Regions from separate parts of the Mus musculus genome. Here all the other regions are linked to region 1. A link is a contact called in public HiChIP or PLAC-seq and Micro-C data. All regions are on one chromosome and are shown on one strand. Each heading gives the region's core, a stretch centred on a gene start, on an enhancer-like site or on the middle of the called end of the contact. The rest is flanking DNA. Distances are from core to core; before and after follow the strand shown.

What was found. Hi-C and Micro-C count contacts between places; a contact is called where the count stands out from the background. HiChIP or PLAC-seq counts read pairs in DNA pulled down with a chosen protein or histone mark.
Region 2: a Micro-C map of the G1E-ER4 cell line shows a contact between it and region 1, with 3 times the contacts expected there. The contact joins the enhancer-like site here to the promoter of Rcsd1 in region 1. A contact is called at or near these places in 1 of 39 promoter capture datasets (pre-B cells), 1 of 484 Hi-C or Micro-C datasets (the G1E-ER4 cell line) and 5 of 115 datasets of contacts at active chromatin or transcription factors (acute myeloid leukemia, bone marrow-derived dendritic cells, large pre-B cells and 2 more).
Region 3: an H3K27ac HiChIP or PLAC-seq map of thymic regulatory T cells shows a contact between it and region 1, with 5 times the contacts expected there. The contact joins the promoter of Sell here to the promoter of Rcsd1 in region 1. A contact is called at or near these places in 3 of 39 promoter capture datasets (the C10 cell line, liver and pre-B cells), 5 of 484 Hi-C or Micro-C datasets (CD4 T cells, CD8 T cells and regulatory T cells), 3 of 115 datasets of contacts at active chromatin or transcription factors (regulatory T cell precursor, thymic regulatory T cells and thymocytes) and 1 of 9 other capture datasets (liver).

What each region holds. Positions count from the first base shown.
Region 1 is chr1:165,706,793-165,709,492 of GRCm38.p6, forward strand. It overlaps Rcsd1 (RCSD domain containing 1), which reads right to left and starts at 1,302. Exons shown (of 7, transcript NM_178593.3): 1 at 1,099-1,302. The coding sequence starts at 1,104.
Region 2 is chr1:167,269,561-167,272,260 of GRCm38.p6, forward strand. The region is part of intron 1 of Uck2 (uridine-cytidine kinase 2); the gene reads right to left. Among named protein-coding and RNA genes, the nearest start is that of Gm46170, 4.0 kb to the left of the region's middle. Within about 2 kb of position 1,326, at least 255 of the 459 cell types and tissues checked have an H3K27ac peak or open chromatin away from gene starts, as enhancers often do. A contact at or near this core is called in the G1E-ER4 cell line and thymic regulatory T cells, where this site is marked.
Region 3 is chr1:164,060,637-164,063,336 of GRCm38.p6, forward strand. It overlaps Sell (selectin, lymphocyte), which reads left to right and starts at 1,440. Exons shown (of 9, transcript NM_011346.2): 1 at 1,440-1,555; 2 at 2,417-2,498. The coding sequence starts at 1,553. Gm51665 (a long non-coding RNA gene) reads right to left here and starts at 2,356. Exons shown (of 2, transcript XR_003948100.1): 1 at 2,294-2,356.

The sequences.
Region 1 (2,700 bases), core at 52-2,551:
TTGAGCTAAATATGCAGCCTTGCTATTGTTCTTTTAGAGCAGACAGTGAAGCTCAGAAGAGATGAGCGGACTCAAGCCTGGAAGGGATTGAACTTCTGTGCCCGGGATCTCCGCAGACCTTGGGCTAAGGAGGAGCTCTTTCCTTTTGAGTGGGAGGAGGAATCACCTTTAGGCCTGTGGGTTTTCATCTCCTTTTTTCCTCTTTGAAAATCCCAGGTCCTACTGAGATTGATTAGAATACAATAAAAGGTCACAGTTTCTTTTTCTTTCTTTGAGTGTGTGACCCTGGGAGTTGAACCTGGGGCTTTGCCAATGCTGTGCCTCTGAGTTCACCTGCAGCTGGTCTGGGTTTGAAGGGAAACATTTCTTTGGAAATCTATAGACCTGGAGGAGGAAGCTAGATGAACTAGCTGGATGGAAAGTAGTGGCCAGTATTCTCCACTGAGGTTGGAGAAGCGCAGAGAAAGTCTGGGACTCGCCCCTGCAAACCTCTCAGATACGGCTACCACACCCCAAGGTGCACACAACCTCAGGAGGCAGGGCATCTTGGAGAGCCTCTAATATCTCAGAAATAAGTTTATCTGATCGGCGGCAAGGGAGCTTTTCAGAAAGTTTTGAAAGAAGATGTGACAGAAACAAGGGGCATCAGAAGTAAGAGAACAACTGGTCGGAAAAGCCACACTGCAATCAAAACGGGAAGCCATGCGGGCAGAGTCCCGGCTTCAACTGCCAACTCTGTTTCTCAATGCCTGAGTCAGGGTTGCTGGAGTTTTGTTTTGGGGTTCTTGGTTCACACCTTTATCCGTTTATGACTTTAGTTGTACCTAAGTTTTATTTTCTAAACCCCCCCCCCAAAGCACGTATGTGCACAGTCAGAATACCTGAACCCCTACAAAGGCCCCTCCTTCGCCTGAAGTCCTTTCCTGACAAGCCCACGCCTGCCCACAGGGGTCTCCGAGGAGCAAGGACCAGCCTTTCTCAACTTGGCCTACGCGACCTTTCGGCTGCGTGCTCCCTGCTGAGAGCAGGAACGGCGACCTGGGCAGGAGCGCTCTGACCTCCCTCTCCCCCAGGCCCGTGTCCCCGCCGGTCTTTTACCTCCATGTCCTCCAGGTAGTCTTCCTCCGGCTGCGGATACGCCCGCTCTCTCGGGTTAAGAGCCCACGATCCCCGCTGTCCCCTCGGCTCCCAGCCCGGGTCACTTTCGGGGCTGTAGCGGGCACAGGGCGAGTGGGCGGCGGCGCGCGCCTGGCTGCACTCGGCTGCGGGACTGCCCCAGCTGGGGGCCCTGCGCCAGAGAACGAGGAAGGAGGAGGAGGAGGGAGGGAGGGACCGAGGGACGCAGGAGGAGGGGAGGGGAGTGGAGGGGAGCAGAGAGGGAGGCCGGATCGGGGTTTAAATTTAGACACAAATCTAAACAGATACTGTCCCTCCCAAGGCAGGACTCAAGAGCCCGAGCCGCCACGACTCCATTAATCTGCCCAAACATGGGCTGGGCAGCGCCGCGCCCCCTTTCTCGCGGAAGTTTCTCAGGACCCTGGGCTTTGCACTTTTTTCAGACCACCTCAACTCTCCCTCTTTTAGCCTGCCTTCTTTACTTTCCTTGTGCCTCAAATTAGAATTGCCTTTTCATCCTTTTTCTCTTTGCCATTTCCTTCTTTTCATACCAATTTTCCCAGCCTCCGTTCCTCCTCCTTCTCCCTCCCCCTCCCCCCATCCTCTCCTGTATTACTTAACCTAATACCTGGCCTTCCTGTGTTCAGTAGCCTTAGCTTTGATACCTCTTTTCCTGGATTCCATTTGCAGGAAACAATTATCAGTCTGTCCATCTATTATCTATCTGTGTATGAAGAAGGAGAGGAATCCAAGCAAAGTTTCCCCAAGTTTCCTGCCGCATGCAGCAGGCTACTCTTCTCCTCTGCTCTGATGCATGCAGCTTAGGGGGTTGTGGGAATATCTGCTTCGACATGCTGCTTGCTAAAGGACCTTTTTCCCATTCCTATTAAATATAGCAAAGGGCACGGTCCTAAACATCCAATTCACATAAGGCCCCCGCTTAGTAACTCTCCCCAGGGAATGTCGGTTTAAGGCTGCGTGGGAGGGATGTAGGGACTTGAATCTGTGCCGAGGCCATTGTCTGCTGCTACTGGGTTATAGCTCTGGGTGTCTCTTCAGGGTCCCATTTCTTCAGGGAATTGGCTGATAAGGATGCCTGTGTGTCTTCTTACAGCATCCTTCAACTTTGTACTCCAAACCCAGACCTGCTATGCAAGGGAGAGAGAGAGCCAACACATTGGTGGACCATAGCACAGGGCATTGGTGCTGCCCCTGTGCAAAGAGCCCAAGAGAAACCACTACCACAAACCAGCAGAGAACTCACCCACATTGCAAAGGCTGCCCCGACTGCTTCTCATCACAGTTGGTCTATAGATCTTGACGTCACAGGCCTTCTAAATCTTACCTTGTAAACCATGAAGTCAGGGCAGCCTCTGTTCATTGAACTCAGCAGCATATAGGGGCAAGACCTCTGCTTCAGAAGCAGGCAGAGGGTGAGATTCTAGTCCGATGCTTTCTAGATGAGTTCCTTTAGAAAAGCCTCTTATCTGATCTTCATTTTCTGCATCTTCTCAGGGTGGTAGATGCTTGGAAAGAGCAGCTATTTTAAAAGCATGTAGCTTCATTACATAGTTCAGATGGACA
Region 2 (2,700 bases), core at 76-2,575, 1.6 Mb after region 1:
AGAAGCAGGGTGCGTTTAAAGCTGGCTTTTCCAAGAACTGGCATGTGAAGACTGACTTCTCAGATCTCAAATTCTAAAGTTAGAATGGGGGGGCGGGGCGGGGCGGGGCGGGGCCGGGGGAGTGGGGGCGGGGTTCAGGCCGACTCCACGTAAGACACTGAGAGAAACCTGAATACACTCTTCTCTCTCAAGGGCCTGGGCACCTGCTACGCTGTACAGACATAAGAGCAGTGTCCTTAAACTGGAAAGATTAAATAGTACAGAAGAAGGAACACCTAGGACGGGAATCCCAATTCAGATTTAAGTGGAGTGGCAGACACACACACAAGGGAAGAGGAAAGCTTAAGAGGGCTTTAAGAGATGAAGTGCCCGACTGGGCAAGCAGGAGGCAGAATGCAGAGCAGAAGCAGCTCTGACATCACAGGTGGAGGAGAGCCGAGCTCTGGGCCCTGGAAGCAGTTAGCAATGAGGATGGGAAAGGACAGGTGTGACACGTGCTAAGAGCTAGCCCATTACAGCCTTGGAAATGCCAAGGCCAAGAGCGGAAACCCAGCCACAAAGAATGCCCAGGGAGTGACGAGCAGGATCAGAGCTGTATTTGTTTAAAGATCACTCCCGCAGCAATGTGGAGAATGTTCTGGAGGGGGTCCAGGCTGCTGGCTGGGAAGCCAGCCACTGGAGAGTCATGCTGTCTGGAAATGATGGAAGCCTGGCTAAGATTCCAAGAGAGATTCACAAGTGGAACGGAGGGGATGGGCAGCCTGGATGGACAGACTGACGGGGGGGGGGGGTGGGGGTGACAGCAGCAAGGTGTCTCTCCCGAGTAGCTGAAGGGAAGGTTGCAGGTGGGACTGGCAGGATTCCAGGTCTCACACACTGAGTGGAAATGCAGGGTGACAGCTGAGGACACGGGAAGGGGGCTCGGGACAAGTGATGACTGAGCAGACTCCAGAAGGGAGACGCGCAGTGAGCCAAGGAGCTTCAGAGGCGGGACCCAAGCCCAAGAAGAAAGAATACACAAAGCAACCGAGAGAACAATGGGAGGCAGGAAGCCAGCAGCAGCCTGAGGGCGGAGGTTGGGGCTGGGGTGGGGGTGCACAGTAGACCGGTGGTTCTCGATCAGTGGGTCTCGACCCCCCTGGGGGAGGTAGGGTGACTATTTCACAGGGGCTGACTATCAGATATCCTGCTTAACAGATATTTACACTACAACTCATAACAGTAGCAACAAACATAGTTTTAAGGTTGCGAGTCACCCCAACACCACCACAGTTTGCAGCACTGGGAAGGTTATGGGCCACTGCAGTAGACGCGTCCTAGAGGAAACAGCACAGTCACGTGATGCAGAAAGGTGAGCTCGGCAAGCAATGGCTTCACAGGATCCAGAGACTGGGGGGGAGGGGTGGCAGGGGAGGGTGATTACACTTAAATCCCGCAAGGAAGACTTCCCCATTAAACTCTCTCCAGCTCCTCTTGATCTGCCCAGAGCTTACTCACGTGGCACTCTCTGACACCTCAGAGATCCCCAGCGCACAGTCAACCTTCACATCACATTACCAACTGAGGAGTGCCTGGCTGAGAATGGAAGCGCCCTCTTCCTTCAGGAGTAAGACATAGTCAATGGTTCGGGGGTCATTACGGTTTGTGTTGTATGTATCAGGGTCTTGCTATATATTCCAAAGTATATCCCCCAATTAAGCCTGGCAGTGGTGGCACATGCCTTTGATCCCAGCTCTCCAAAGGGAGAGGCAGGAGGATTGAGCCAGGGCTATACAAAGGAACCCTGTCTGGGTGGAGAGGGAGGTATTCCCCAATAAAACAAATAAGTACTGGGAATATGTTTAACAATAGACTGATCAGAGAGGCTGTTCTGGCAGCACACACACTGTAGAACATGAAGGCAGGTAACAGGAGGGCGATTGTTCCCGGTTTAGACACCACTGTGTATACACTGGGGCCGGTGTTCTCACAAGCCAGACCTTATCTCCTTTTCACAGATGTAGGGATGAGGTCAAAAGAACCAGATTAAAAACAGGCCAAGACAGGCCAGGAACTGGAGCCTGACAGAGTACAAGGCCTATGTTCCCTGTCCCCAACTCACCTGAAAACACTTTTGCCACAAGCCTGCGAGGTCTCCACCCTAACTGGGCACAGTGACCGATGCCATAAAAGCTTCCATTGGATTACAATGGAAGACCTCAAATCTCACAGTGAACACAATCCCCTGGAAGGCCTGGTGGTGTCCTCAGTGCGGGTGCATCCATCTGGGGAAACAAAGGGTCAACCCAGCTGCAGTGCTCTGGGGACTGGGGACAGCAGACCAGGAAGGTCCTGCGGCTTGCTCTTCCTCCAGAATGGTGTTCATGCCTCCCTCATTCAAATAGGGCGTATTGCTCCATAATGTTCTGCTCTCAAATGTTGGCTTTCCCCACAGAAGCGACAGAGTAGGGGAAATGCAGTCGGTGGCTAATCAAAACACCATGTTTGACCTCCAGAGATCAATAAGTCGTGAGAGCTATGGCACAGCTCCAGGACCAGTCTCCAAAATGGGACTTCCTCAGACAACCAAATATGGAACACATAAGCGTCGTGGGCTCTCTCCTGAGACAGAACGGCCACACTGCTTCTGTGTGATGCTGCCCCCAGCACACCTAGCAGAAATGGGCTTGTGAAGCCCCCACACATGCTGCAGGCCACATG
Region 3 (2,700 bases), core at 190-2,689, 1.6 Mb before region 1:
AGGGAATGACAAGCAGTGGGAGATGGGGGTGGATTAAGCACCAAGGAACTATGAAATTACTTAAGAACAAATACATTAAAAAATGAGACTAGTAATAGTTACTCCTCTGTAGCATTTTAGACTTTCTTTTTTATTATTATTATTATTTTGTTTTGTTTTAGGTTTTTTTTTCCCCCCGAGACAAGGTTTCTCTGTATAGCTCTGGTTATCCTGTAGACCAGGCTGGCCTCGAACTCAGAAATCTGCCTGCCTCTGCCTCCCAAGTGCTGGGATTAAAGGCGTGCGCCACCACTGCTCAGCTTTTTTTTTTTTTTGGTTTGTTTTTGTTTTTTGTTTTTGTTTTTCGAGACAGAGTTTCTCTGTAGCCCTGGCTGTCCTGGAACTCACTCTGTAGACCAGGCTGGCCTTGAACTCAGAAATCTGCCTGCCTCTGTCTCCCAAATGCTGGGATTAAAGGCGTGCGCCACCACTGCCCCATTTTAGACTTTCAAAGGTAATTAAGATGACCTGTTAAGTTCTAGTGTTGTTATTGTTGCTACTACATTATATTTGTGTGTGTGTGTCTGTGTGTATGTTGACACATACATGCCATTTTTTGTCATTATTACTAACTTTCTTACAGTTTAAATACTATTATGTCAGTGACTTCCTCCAGATTGCTTTTGAATGGCTGAATTCAAACTTTATATGCTGTCTTACCCTCTTCACACTTTCTACTCAAGGTATTTCTAGGTCCCCCAACCTCTCTAAGTTAGAGCCCTGGGATTTTATTTAGGATTTTGCTTTCAGAAGAGCCATTAACAAGGACTTCCACTAGGGGGTGAACGAGGAAAGAGGAAGGAGAGGAACTAAGTTGGGTCAAGTCTTCCAGAAAGCTCCCGAAGTTCAAGAGCAAGTGAACTAGCTCTGAAATAAGTTTTTAATCTATGGTACGACCAGGGTCCCCTACCCCATGGTCGGGAGTTTATAAACAAAACAAGGAACACAAAGGAAAGTGGGGTGGGAAGGGAGAAGAATGGAAGGGAAGGGAGGAGAAAAAAGGGGAGGGGAAGGGAAGGTAGAGGAGGGGAAGGGTAGGGAAGGGAAGGGACGGGAAGGAGGCATAGGTAACCAGAAAGGACTAAGAGGATGTGGGGAAGAATCCAGTTGCCATTGCTTCTTTTTTTTTTTTCTATTTTTTTTTTTTAATTTGGGGGATTATAATATAATTACAATATCTCTCCCTTTCCTTTCCTCCTTCCAAACTGGGGATATCCTGAGCAGGGGGCATAGCTTCTGGTCCACTACTGTGTTCTTGGGGCAAATGATTGAGCCCAGATTAGGAAAGGGGTGGGGAGAGAGAGATAGAGAGAGAGAGAGAGAGAAGAGAAAGAGGAAGAATTGGGGGCGGAGGATGTGAGGCTGGGCTGGAGAAATGAAAGAAAGCAAACCCCACTGGTGACATTGGCACATTCTTCCTGAGCGCAGCACGCCCTCCTTGTGCAAGAACTCTGAGCCCCAGGTGCAGGAGGCTGAGGCCTGCAGAGAGACTTGCAGAGAGACCCAGCAAGCCATGGTGAGCATCCCAGCCTATAAGAGATCTCTAGATATTCAAAATTTTCCTTGGGGTTGAAGAGGCAGGTGGCAAGGGGGCAAGAAGCTATCATTTCTGCGTTTAAGAAATATAGAAACCAACAAACAAGAACAAGAACAACAACAACAACAAAACCCCTACGCATGCTGTCTCAAGAAAATGACTCTAGACTCTTTCTTGCTGATTTTCTCCCTTGGTGTTTGCTTTGATGGAATGCTGGAAGGGGCACAGATAAGATTAGACCTTTGCGGTGACACAGAGTGACTCCCTGAGGAGTGATATACATCCAAAACTACAGTTTTAAGATGTGCAGAAAGCCTATGGCTTTGTTGTTTGAGTTATTAAAAATATATTGCTTCTTACTTGAAAAAAGCAATGCTTGCCTTTCCTGGCTTCTGGCTACATCATTCTTTCATATATTTGAGGTATGGCTCCTTCATGACCCAGCGTGAAAGGCAAATGTGAGTGTCACTGGTTCATTAGACCCCAAGAGCATTAAAAACAAGAGCATTAAAAAAATTAAGATTCTGTTTGATTTAAAGCTCAGTCGAAAAGTAGGTACAAAGAATACCGAAATATCGGAAAGCATAACATTAATCATGATCAACAACCTGGGACTGAAACCTGGAAGGAAAATGAAATAAAGTAGTGTACCAGTGTGTAATGAAGTAGATGCCATAATTTTCAGCCATGACACCCACCCCCCCCCAAATAGTTTACCTTGGATACGGTTGATAGTGGGCTGATGGGCTTTATCTGTGAATTGAAGAAGTGCCAGGGCACTGCCTCATGGTGCTATAAGTTTGCAGTTCAGAGTTTAAATATTTTGCACTTCATTTACAGGTGTTTCCATGGAGATGTGAGGGTACTTACTGGGGCTCGAGGAACATCCTGAAGCTGTGGGTCTGGACACTGCTCTGTTGTGGTATGTCCTTTGTTTTTGGCTAAGCCTTAGGCAGTGATTGTTCTTTTCTTAAATATTCATTGAAAGTACATAGTTGCAGGGAATACAATCAGGTAGATGGCTATTAATTCTTTTTTTTGTTGCTTTTTTGTTTTATTTTTTTTTTTGTTTTTGTATTTTTTATTTTTGGCTATTAATTCTTTTAAGGACTCTCATTCTTTCT